Linked DNA regions of Mus musculus: region 2 is linked to region 1. The links are chromatin contacts, called in public HiChIP or PLAC-seq maps. All regions are on one chromosome and are shown on one strand. Each heading gives the region's core, a stretch centred on a gene start, on an enhancer-like site or on the middle of the called end of the contact. The rest is flanking DNA. Distances are from core to core; before and after follow the strand shown. Region 1 holds the start of 1700011C11Rik (RIKEN cDNA 1700011C11 gene). Region 2 overlaps Mctp2 (multiple C2 domains, transmembrane 2).

The links. HiChIP or PLAC-seq counts read pairs in DNA pulled down with a chosen protein or histone mark.
Region 2: a contact with region 1 is called in an HNF4G HiChIP or PLAC-seq map of pancreatic cancer cells. The contact joins the enhancer-like site here to the promoter of 1700011C11Rik in region 1. A contact is called at or near these places in 15 of 484 Hi-C or Micro-C datasets (adipose-derived mesenchymal stem cells, embryonic stem cells, gonadal supporting cells and 5 more) and 3 of 115 datasets of contacts at active chromatin or transcription factors (embryonic limb bud, embryonic stem cells and pancreatic cancer cells).

Annotation. Positions count from the first base shown.
Region 1 is chr7:71,958,515-71,964,020 of GRCm38.p6, reverse strand. 1700011C11Rik (RIKEN cDNA 1700011C11 gene) reads right to left here and starts at 2,846. Exons shown (of 3, transcript NR_126462.1): 1 at 2,765-2,846. Gm36633 (predicted gene, 36633) reads left to right here and starts at 2,003. Exons shown (of 5, transcript NR_126483.1): 1 at 2,003-2,065; 2 at 5,345-5,488.
Region 2 is chr7:72,145,118-72,150,623 of GRCm38.p6, reverse strand. The region is part of intron 17 of Mctp2 (multiple C2 domains, transmembrane 2); the gene reads left to right. Among named protein-coding and RNA genes, the nearest start is that of Gm36696, 37 kb to the right of the region's middle. Within about 2 kb of position 3,578, at least 7 of the 459 cell types and tissues checked have an H3K27ac peak or open chromatin away from gene starts, as enhancers often do. A contact at or near this core is called in pancreatic cancer cells, where this site is marked.

The DNA of each region.
Region 1 (5,506 bases), core at 1,597-4,096:
AAGCGAAGACTCTGATGACTGATCCCCTCTTTTGGGGCATCCTGATACCTGTTTTGTGGATCAAATGCCCACACACTTCAAAGAACCCTGTGTCCTCTACCAGCGTTTGTAGGAAAGTTCCTTCTCTGTGAGATGCAGCTGAATTACGTGGAGAACAAGCCCTAGGAAATTGCAGTTCTGTGCCTAACCAAAGATACTACTACAAGAGCCACTGGGCTGCCTGCCTCCGGTGGGACATGCCAACAATGGCTCATATGTGACAGAGAAAGAGGCACTGTAAGCAAAAGGAACCCTTCCCTTCCTGGAGATATTGTCTTGCTCAAGATCCTGTCCCTTTCACTTAAGATCTGTTTAAACTTGGACATGAATGTCTTGGCTCGGCCTTGACACAGCTCATGTTCGACCTTTATCTGAAACGTGGGAAATCCCAGTTCAGTAGGTGGTGCTGTGTACCTTCCAGTCAGCCTCACACTGCACCCTGGCCTTGAACTAGGGCAGCCTCAGGGATGTAGAGATCACTTGTTATATTAAAGGAGACTTTAAATGTCACCACAACATCAAAGGACATGTGCTATTCTACTTAGAAGGTTTTTAGGTACACGCAGAGCCAAATAGGCTTTTTTTTCCATGCTCTTTTGGAACGAGTTATTTATATTACATAGGCATTATTTATGTGTTTGCTTATTCAGACCACAACTAAGGAAGCATCTGGATTTCTTTCTGATCTTCAGTTGCAAGGCATCAAGACAATATGTATATACACAATAAAATCTGATGTCTGCTACCTACAGTTTTCACTCTGCATTAATAAAGCATGTTAGTTAAGTACCGACCACACATTGGATGCTTGGCATTTGGGATGCATTATTGCCATAATCTTTTCAGAATTTTGTCAATTTTTTTGGCTGGGAAACAGAGGTTTTGAAATATTAAATGACTTACTGAATGTTGCGCTGCTCCACAGTGACTAAGCGGACTTTGAAACCAATGTGTTGACAGTAAGCTGAATTTCCTTTCTATTGCAATGAACTAGGGCCAGGGTTAGACAGTGGAACTGCTGATATATATAAAAAAAAATAAGGACTCATTCACTCTCACTGTGATAAGATATAAGAAGAGATGGGGCACCATGTAATTATTACAAGCAGAGAGTCCCAGAGCCTCTCTTACTGTCTCTGGACCCCATTGCTATGCTATGCTTAAATAGTTGTCTGACCATTCAACACTTCCTTTGTCTATTTGTATCTCAGTGTCTCAGTCTGTGACGTGAAGACAACAACAGCCAACAAACAATTTACAGAGATATTGTAGGAAGCAGCATCTACGGAGTGCGTGGAGTCCTCTTCAGCCGCACATAGGTTGGCATCAGAAATTTCTATTCCTGTACTAAAGCCATCACACAGAAAAGCTGTATGTGAGAAATCTCTTCCACGGGTACAGGTATAGGATAGGAAAGAGTCCAGACAGAAGAAGATTGCTGTCAACTCAAGTGACCCAGGCCTTTGTGGGACTAAAAGATTTTGACAACTAGAGGTCATAATTTCGATGGCCACATTTTTTACTTTCATTTTACATTACCTGGTCTGCTGACTCCTTTAGATTTCATCTTCCTTAACTCTTGCAAGAAGTTAATGACAGTTTTCTTACCAGTTTTACTTCATCCAGCTTTCTTTCTGCCTAAGATCCTTCCTTCCTTCCTTCCTTCCTTCCTTCCTTCCTTCCTTCCTTCCTTCCTTCCTTCCTTTCCTTCCTTCCTTCCTTCTTTCCTTCCTTCTTTCTTTCCTTCCTCCCTTCCTTCCTCCTTCCTTCCTTCCTTCCTCTCTTTCTTTCATTCTTTCTTCCTTCGATATTTATATTCGTTGATATTTTCTTGCTAATAAGTGTTAAAACAGGGATCATTCTCGAACAAAGCCTCTTATCCTCAAATATGCTTTCATAAGTCTTGAACTGAAACATCACTTACAAGAGGGCTTGAGGTGAAGGTGCCCTTTTGTTCCTCTCCACACTCTTGTTCAGAGCATAATGAGAAGACCACTGGGTACATGATGGTTAACGTTTGAGACAGGTAGGGCAAAGACCAGAAAGATGAGGGGGCCAGAACTTCATGGCGGGTGTGTCATTAAGCACAAGTTCGAACCTTTGGATGTGGGCTGATTCTGAATTAGGAACAACTGGGGATTTCCAGTTTGAAGGTCTTGTTGTTTGTTCTTGTTTTTGTGATATATTTACATGATACTTGAAAAGGAAGGTGGACTGACCTATAGCTTAGTCAGACTATATTTGAGAAATAGACTGTTTAGGTTCAAATCCCCCTAGGTTTCATTGTTGAAATTATAGAGTTATTTGGTTCTGTCTTAAAACAAAGCTGTTTGAGATTTGAGATGATGAAGAAAGGTGCCAGAGAAATGGGAAATGTTGACATGCCAATTGGTTGTCTTCAGCTCTCCATCTCCCCTCCTTCACTAATTCAGATGCATGTACCACCCAGGAACACATTTGGAAACTGTTGCCAGTCATTCATTCATGGTAGCATACCTTAGGGCTTTTTTATAGAGCCCAAAGAAAATTGTACTCTGAGTGTAGACTTTATGTTCAACTCAAGATCTTCTCATTATCCAGAAAGATCCACCTACAATACTTTTCCTTGAATACTTAGCTGCCTTCCCTCCTTCCTTCCCAATCATCCTGCAAAATACAGCAGAATGTACGGGCTTTCTGCTCCCCCCCCCCTTTTTTTTAATTTTTAAATCATTCTCAGTATTACCAGATTACAGGAGCTGGTCTGGTAAATGGCAGCAAACAGGGCTCCACTCCTCTTCCCTTTCAGCAAGTAAGTAGGAGAGGAGGGCTCTTAGTAACTGCCTTTGTGGTTTGTTTATTGTTTTAATGAGCCTTGGCAGTGTAATCACAGCACCATTATGACCTGGCCACGCCACAAGGAGAGGAAGTTCCCGGAATCCTCCTCCTCCTAACTCATCTTTTCATGTTGCTGGAAGCCTGTGCCTCTGGCCAGCATGCTCCACAAGCTTCCGGAGTTCAACGGGTCTTTGTTCTTATCAGTGATGCCCTCCTATCCCCTATCCCTCCCTCTTCTCTTCCTTCTTCCTCTAGACTTTGAGGCTTCAAGTATCAAGCTGAGATGGGGGCGTGGTGGTGGGGGAGAGGGAGGAGCAGAGTGAATAACATTTCTTAAGCCGGAACTATCCAGGAAAGGAACGCTGGCCAGGAAAGGGCGGGTGGCAGGCCGCTGGGATAACAGCCTCCCACGGCTTTTTTCCTCCTGCCTTTGTCAGTTGTAGATAGAAACTGATACATTTCACATGGTTTTCTCTGGAGACCACAGTTATTAAGAAAGTGCCAATAGTATATTTAACTGGACTAGCATAGAGTGGGGAAGTGTGTGTGTGTGTGTGTGTGTGTGTGTGTGTGTGTGTGTGTGTGTGTGTTGGTGAAACTGTGCTGTGGGGTTTTGTGCACTTTGGGAGAAATTTATCCTTTGAATTAGAAGAATGAGGCAGCCAGCCAGACTGTTCCCGAATAGAGATGAAAATTTAAGAGTGACAGGCTTGCCATCCTGTCTGCTGCACTACCAGGACATCACACATGAACACAGCACTATTTGATGTCACCCAGAGGTTCTGGTTTGATTGGGCAGCTCAGTGGAGTCCCAAATAAAATGGACTTTGCCATTCTATGAACTTGAACATAAATTGTAATCTCAACATTCTCTAGTAGTGTTGCATATAGGACTCATTTTCTTCTGGCAGAAAAGAGGGGGATAATAACAATAATTTTGTGCTGATTTAAAAAAGGTAATGTAGGTAGAATACCTGTCACTCACATTGGAAATAAAGAGACCCTCTCTCAAAGCAGGTAGAGAGGCAAGGGCCAACTTTGGTTATTGCTCTCTAACCTTCACATCCTCTATTAGGCATGCATGCGACCTCATACCCACAAACCTGCACATACACAAATGCAACACACACACACACACACACACACACACACACACACACACACACACACACACCACATGTAGAATACCCAGTACATAGTATTTTAGGAGCTTTATCAATATCAGCTATATCTCTGATTCTCTTCCATCTTTCTCCTTTCCTCCTTAATCTTCCTTGAACTCAAATAAGTCTAGAAACTATGGAGAATAAGTCTGCTTCTGAGCCTTACCATGAAGAAGTCCCAGCCCAATGGGATTCAGCACAGAGTTGAAACTAATGTGTCAAAGCTCCTCCTACATTATCAAGAAGAGGAGCCAGATGCACACTAGTGGTTGATTCTTTGATCATTTCTCAATCCCCAGAGTTGCACTCAAACTCAGTTTCCTTCCATGAAACAGTGGGTGAGTCTTCAGGGGTCAGCCAGCCAGTTATTTCTTCATAATCTTGAGAGTTAGAAAGCAAAAAAGAAACCCGTGTCACTAATCACAAAGGAATCCTTTTGTCTGTATTCTCTCAGTAGAATTTTTTAGAAGGAAATACAGAAGGATTGCTTTAAAATAAACAGATTAAAAATTAAATGGAGAGGAAATTTTGTTCATTTTCTTTTGGTAAATATTTCTTATGCACCCCTCATGCTTCAGGTATGGGTATTGTAATAGGACAGCAAATCAACCAGAGACCCTTTTCCCATGTCAATGGTGACTCAATAATATCCAGAAACTTCTTTGGAACTTCCTCCTGAAATTCCCCTACAGTTTTGGCTGGCACTGGGACAATTTGATTAAAATGATGTGACCCTGCGTCAGTTTTCTAGGACTTCGGTAACAAAATCCCACTGACCAGGGGACTTACTGCAAATAGGTCATCTTCTCATTCCAAGATACGATCCAAGTGTTTCTTCTTCATCATGAGGACTGTGTGTCATCATCTTTTCGATGTCTCCCCAGTGGGTTTAGTATCATTCCAATTTCCATCTCTGGATGAGTGTGGTATCTTCTCATATAGCCTTGTAATGTCCTCAAGGTCTTCACCTCTCTGTTAGTGTCTACTGCCGGTCTATACAGCAACACCAGTCGTACTGGATTTTAGTCCACCCTGCAGCTATATCTGAACTTGACTTTCTTTACTAAGACTCCAGTTCAAATCCAGTGATATTCTAAGTGTTGATCTTTGAGGTCCCAGTGAAGTTTAGAAAACAAGATTCATTTCACAGCTATTAATGTTTGTTTAGTCCCAAATCTAAACAGATCAGACTTCTACTTTTCTTGGGACAGGGGCATTTAGAAACAAGCCACCATTGTGAGGAAAAATTGGTATTTTGGAGAGGCCATTTGGCAAGGAACTGCAGTGACACTCTCTTAACCAATAGACCTGACTTCCTTTCTCAGAGGCCACGTGACTACCATGTGAGTGCTCCATCTTGCAAATGGACCTTGAATGCTTCCCAGTGGAGTTGACTGAACTCATTTCTATAGAGCAGATATGTGCTGTTACTGACGATTCCAACCCAAACTGCATTGTTATAAGCAAAGGTACCTACTGTTTTAAGC
Region 2 (5,506 bases), core at 2,329-4,828, 190 kb before region 1:
TATTTTCCTGGGATTTTCAAACCACTGCAGTTCATATTTTCTGTCCCATGCCCCTTTGGAATGAGTTTTCTATTTCAACCTAATTTTCTTAAAATTTCTGTCTTTGCTAAGTGTCATGAAGGGTTCATTCTTGTCAAAGAAATAAAGGGAGAAAGAAACAGAAAACAAGGTGGACACATCCTGACACAGCCAGGACTGAATGAGACACCCAGGGCTGCTGTTTGCATCTGGAAAAAACATATGGAGCTGCAGAACAGGAAAGCTGGAGGGATGCTTGTGTTGCACAGAGGGGTCACAACGAGGCCTCCCTTAGACGTTCCAGAGACAGCATTGCTGTTTACTCCCCAACCCCTGAAACTTCAGCCCTACACCATTTTTACAAAGTGTGACTTTTATTGGCCTTCGCTTTGCTATTATGGTTTTCGTTCCTGGGGATGAATTGCATCTACACAGCGGCCGCAGATTCCGCAGTTTTTGACAGCATAACATTTCCCCCGCAAACATCCTATTGGTAACAAGTTTGTCAGTCAGTGGAGTTGCTCCTCTGAAAGACAAAGCTCCTAGGAACATAAATCTGAACCGTGGCTTATGTGCATCTGGCTGAGCCCCTGGTGAGTAAGGCAAGTGGATCTCTACCATGATGTGAGTGTAGTGATGAAGATGGCGAGGATGATGGCAATCAATACAATAGCCTGGATCCTTGTGTTTCAAAGGGATTGGCCTTAAAAAACCTGCTCTTCTTTCATTGATCTACAATAGTGATTTTTGAAAAATATTTTAAAATGTTTTCTATTTTGAAAGCAGCAGAACACTAAATCTGTGTTCGTTAATAGCAATATTGCCCTGGATGGATCTAGGCACAGTACTCAAAAATATTTTGTAAACTATCCCCAAACAAGAGCTGTTTTTCTGGGAAGCGAATATAGTCTCTCTTTGTAAGGAAAAGTCTATATGCTGTGCACCACCCCCTATTCTATTTTGCAAGCTGGGAGGATAAAGTGTATGTTCTGTTGGTGTGGGAGACTTTTGGGATAGCATTGGAAATGTAATTGAGGAAAATACGTAATAAAAAAAATAAGAGAAAAAAAAAAGTAGCTGCTGAAGCTCTCGGTCACCAAGTCTTCGCTAGGATGTTTAACTTTGCGTTTTATTGTGGTTTTAAAAACATTTTCAAAAATGTATGTGCTACCAAAGAACTCTGTTTATTTATGGCCATTTAACTACAACCCCCCTCCACATAAACACAGAAAGAGACAGGTTGGAGGAAATGGGAAATGAAATAAAATAAAATAAAATAAAGAATGAACCAATAGCTTGATGCTTGTCTGTATTGCCTAGAGTCCTGCAGGTGGCGACACAAACCTACAAATGAGGAAACTCCCAAGGTACTTTTCTGTTGACTACGTGGGGATTTTAATTCCAGCAATTTATTTTTAATTTGATACAATAATCTGTAAACAGAAATTATTACATCCATTTAAAAAATTTAATTTCCATGTTGTGTAATTTTCTGCTCCGTTTTTGTAATCATTTTCTCTCACATTATATAGCCTGTTTATCTCCATGAAGAAGGGATAAAATCTAGATTATTGTCAGGTTAGACCAGATCTCCTGTGTCAATTAGATACCTCCCACATTGGTATTGTGTTTTATTTTTACATAACTTGTAAGTAAAGTTACAGACTATTGGTTGCTTGGAAATTTTTCTGGGTCTGTAACTGTGTGTATATATATATACAAAGACACACACATTCAAATTATAATATTATACCCAGTGGCAGCAAAAGGCCTTTTCTTTCTTGGCGACTTAAGGTTAGGTTTAATGTGCTCAGAATCATGGATTTTTTAAAAAGATCTTATCCAAAGCTAAAAATACAGCATTAAACAATTGTCCTCAATTAGAAAATGCATAGCAGATATAATAACATTTTTGTTCATTTCATTGTTTCTTTTTGTACATTAGGAACTTTAAAGGCAAAGTTAATGACTTAAAGAGTTGAGATTTCTTTCTCTAATGCTACTTAAGGTTCAAAAGTTCTTAAATTGCAATTTTTGTAAGGACATGTATTCATTTGCAATTTTTTTAGGTTTCAGCTTGAACACACTGACTCTAAAGTGATTCGCTTAAACACACAGCTAATTCCGGTTCTCCTATTTTCTTTTAGCCTCATTTTTTAAAAAAAGCCTTGCAGTGCACATTTTCTAAGGGAACTGCCGTGATTCTAAGGAAATGTAATTATTTTGGTTTAAGTGCTTGAGGCTTTAGAAGTTGAGTGTCATCGGTGGACAACTGTGACGGTCCTGGGGAAATTGTCTGAATTTCTGTCATAGTCTTTCTAGTGAACTGTCTGCTAAGCCATATGATAAAGTTCAAATTCCAATAAGGTCTGTCTACTGTTCCCTTAGATCCAGACCATCTTGTAATAGAAAACAGGGAGAAAAGGAGAGGGAGAGAGGGAGGGAAGAAGGAGGGAGGGAGGGAGGGAGAAAGAGAGAAGAGAGAAGAGAAAAACTGGACTTCTTATATTTTGCTTCAATTGCTCTTTCAATAACTCATGAGGGAGACCAGTAGAAGGCAAGTCTGACCCCCTGAAAACCTATTTTGCAGCCTTCATATGAAGAATATTCAGTTCTCGGCTCTGTTAGCGGCTGACCAGAATCTAATCCATTAAAAATATATCGTGGTAAGCAGTTCTCGAAAATGTTTATGTGAGATTAACAGTCAGAGAGGATGTGTTCATCCGGAAATAGGTTACTGCTTGGCCAGTTGTCCTGCAGAGAAGCCTGCAGGACAGAAGGAGATTTAAAAGCCTGCAGTGTAAGGACTGTATTTGATCCCCCTCTTTCTTTTGCATATAACTGTTCAACACTCACATGTGGATTTCTTCAAGAGATCTATTTTGAAGTTAATTTTAAGAGCAAAGGCCTGGCATGTTTTGTGGGGGATACCCCCATCTCTGTCCCATGACCATCAAATGACCTATGCATATCTTAATGTAACTCACTTACTTTACAGACCCAGCTTCCTAGCTTAGGAAAAGATGGGGTGCAGATTTTGCTACAGATTGTGGTGGCAATCCAGCTTTCTGCTTGATTGAAGTCCAGCCTCTGCAGTAGACACAGGTGCCCATAAAGAATGCCTTGGAGGTGGATGCTACCTATAGTATCAGGGCCCCCGAATGACTAAGAGATCAAATACACTGGCTAAAAAGCCTTAGGGAAGCATTATGTGTCTGTGGTCTGATCTATTGTCTGGGAGGTCGGGGAGTGTTAATGCACTCCGTAAAGATTACACTCCCTCTCTAATTGCTCACACACTTCCTTAAAGGATTTAAGCAGTCAGGAGAGGTGACTCAACTTGGCAGTTTTTTTGTCTTCTGCTACAGTTGAAATGTATTCTGTCTTCCCACCTAGACCACTAGATCAAGTATCCTCACTAGTCTGGAAGGCACACATCCCTAATGAGGGTTGAAAGTAACCAGAGATGATAATTTCAACACAGTTCCCACTTGCTCTTTAAATACCCTGGAGTGCACCCTGTAAGGACAGCACCACTGTGTCCCATGGGGCACAAAAAAAGAGTCCAAAGGTCTGCATTGATTTTTGGCCCAAGGCTTTCATCATCTCATCTCAGTGCTGGGATGCTGTGTGGCATTTTATATATTAGGGTTAGATCAGTAGGTGAGTTAAACATGTGAGTTTTACCATCTCTGAATTTCCTCCTTTACCAACACACACACACACACACACACACACACACACACACACACACACTCATACCTATACACAGACACACTCACATCCTCAAATACACACATGCATAGAAATGCACTCTCATAATACTTATACTCTTTTGCACATGCACACATGCACACACAGGGACACACACAGAAACACATGTTCTAAAATGTTTACAAGACCTATCTACAAAGAGGGCTTGATAGGCTTTCATTGCAAACTTCAATAACATATAAGCACATTTCTACAAAGCCCCCCTTCCCAGCTTTGGAGTGCATTTACTAAGTTTTATATAGGAGCCCATGAAACAATATGCTCTTTCCAGAATGATACAAAAACAAACAAACAAACAAACAAACCTAAAATGAAGGCTTGACAAACTCATTCACATGGTGTTGTAGGGAATCCTGGTTATCTGTGTGTTTGGCAGAGTACATCGCATCTGTTACATTTGTAATTAGCATGGCTATAGGAGTGGGGAGGGCAGGTATGCACCCCTCTCTGGATGTTCTCTCCCCACTAGACACCATTGCATCACTGAGAGGTACGGATCCATCTTAGATCCATCCTAACCGTGAATACAGATTGCGTATGTGGCCTGGAGCCCACAGTATAATGTTTATGTGGTGTGTGAAAGAGACCTGGGAGGATTCCCCATGATTCACGATGGTCCTGAGTGATGGGTGTGGAGGAACATTTTTTTAAAAAGAAATCCTTGTTTGTCCCTTGGGATTTTTCACACTTCTTAGCCGACAACACGGTATTTTACTTGTCCCATATAAAGCTGTCAGTGTGTGCGTTATATGTGTGTCTTCAAGACGCTAAGCAGACGATGAGAACAATCGCTGGAGGGAGAAAAACACATTTGAATGAGAATCTGCAGAGGGGGTGCTTCTCGAGGATCCCTGGCCCCTGCTTCTACACCGAGGACTTCTTCTCACACATTTTTTTTTTCTTTCTGCGTGTTATCTCACACCGTTGGTAGATTGCGCTGAATGTTTCATCTGTATATAAAAATTAAAAATTCAAACAAAAATCTGGCCCACATGAAGAACAGGCCCTTTGGGCATATGGTTCATTATGCATATTCGTTTAATTACTAAAACACTTGTGATGGCTTTTCTGCCCTTGCTTTCAACTTCCAAAGTTGGAGCTCTTCTATTGCTCAGAAAATGCAGCGCAGAATTCTGTTTTGAAGTGGGTGTGTGCATGTTGGGGGGGGGGAGAATAAAACTCTTTGAAGAAATGATGTAGTTCACTCGGAAGAGGAAGGTTTCTTGATATAAAGCTGATGGGCTCTGACATCCCTTCCTCCGCTTCTCAAGCACCTTCCTCTCTCCCCTGCAGTCCCAATACAGAGACCCTTCCCCCCCCTCCCCCAACCCAGGACTGCTCTTACAGTGGTTAGTTCACATAGATGTGAGCTGGGAGGTAAGGTGAGACTAAGGATGTAGGTTTCCAGCATGTTCCCTCTGAGAAACACGGGAATGGGATGGCGGAGCTGTCTACATTTTATTGGTTAGAAGGTGGCTGCTATGAAAATGTGGCTTTAATTGATTTTTCAGGGCAAACAGGTGGTGATGGTTTAGACATTCCCTGGTCTCGGTGCCACTCCTAATTTGAGGCCGTACATAGAATAGCTTTATTAAAATAAACAATCTCCTGGCTCTGCTGTTACCTAGACATCTGCCTCTCGGCTTTTAGAGACCCTCTGGAAATATTTTCATTTTGTGACCCTTTCAAAAGTTTTAGTTTCCAAGCTAGTTGA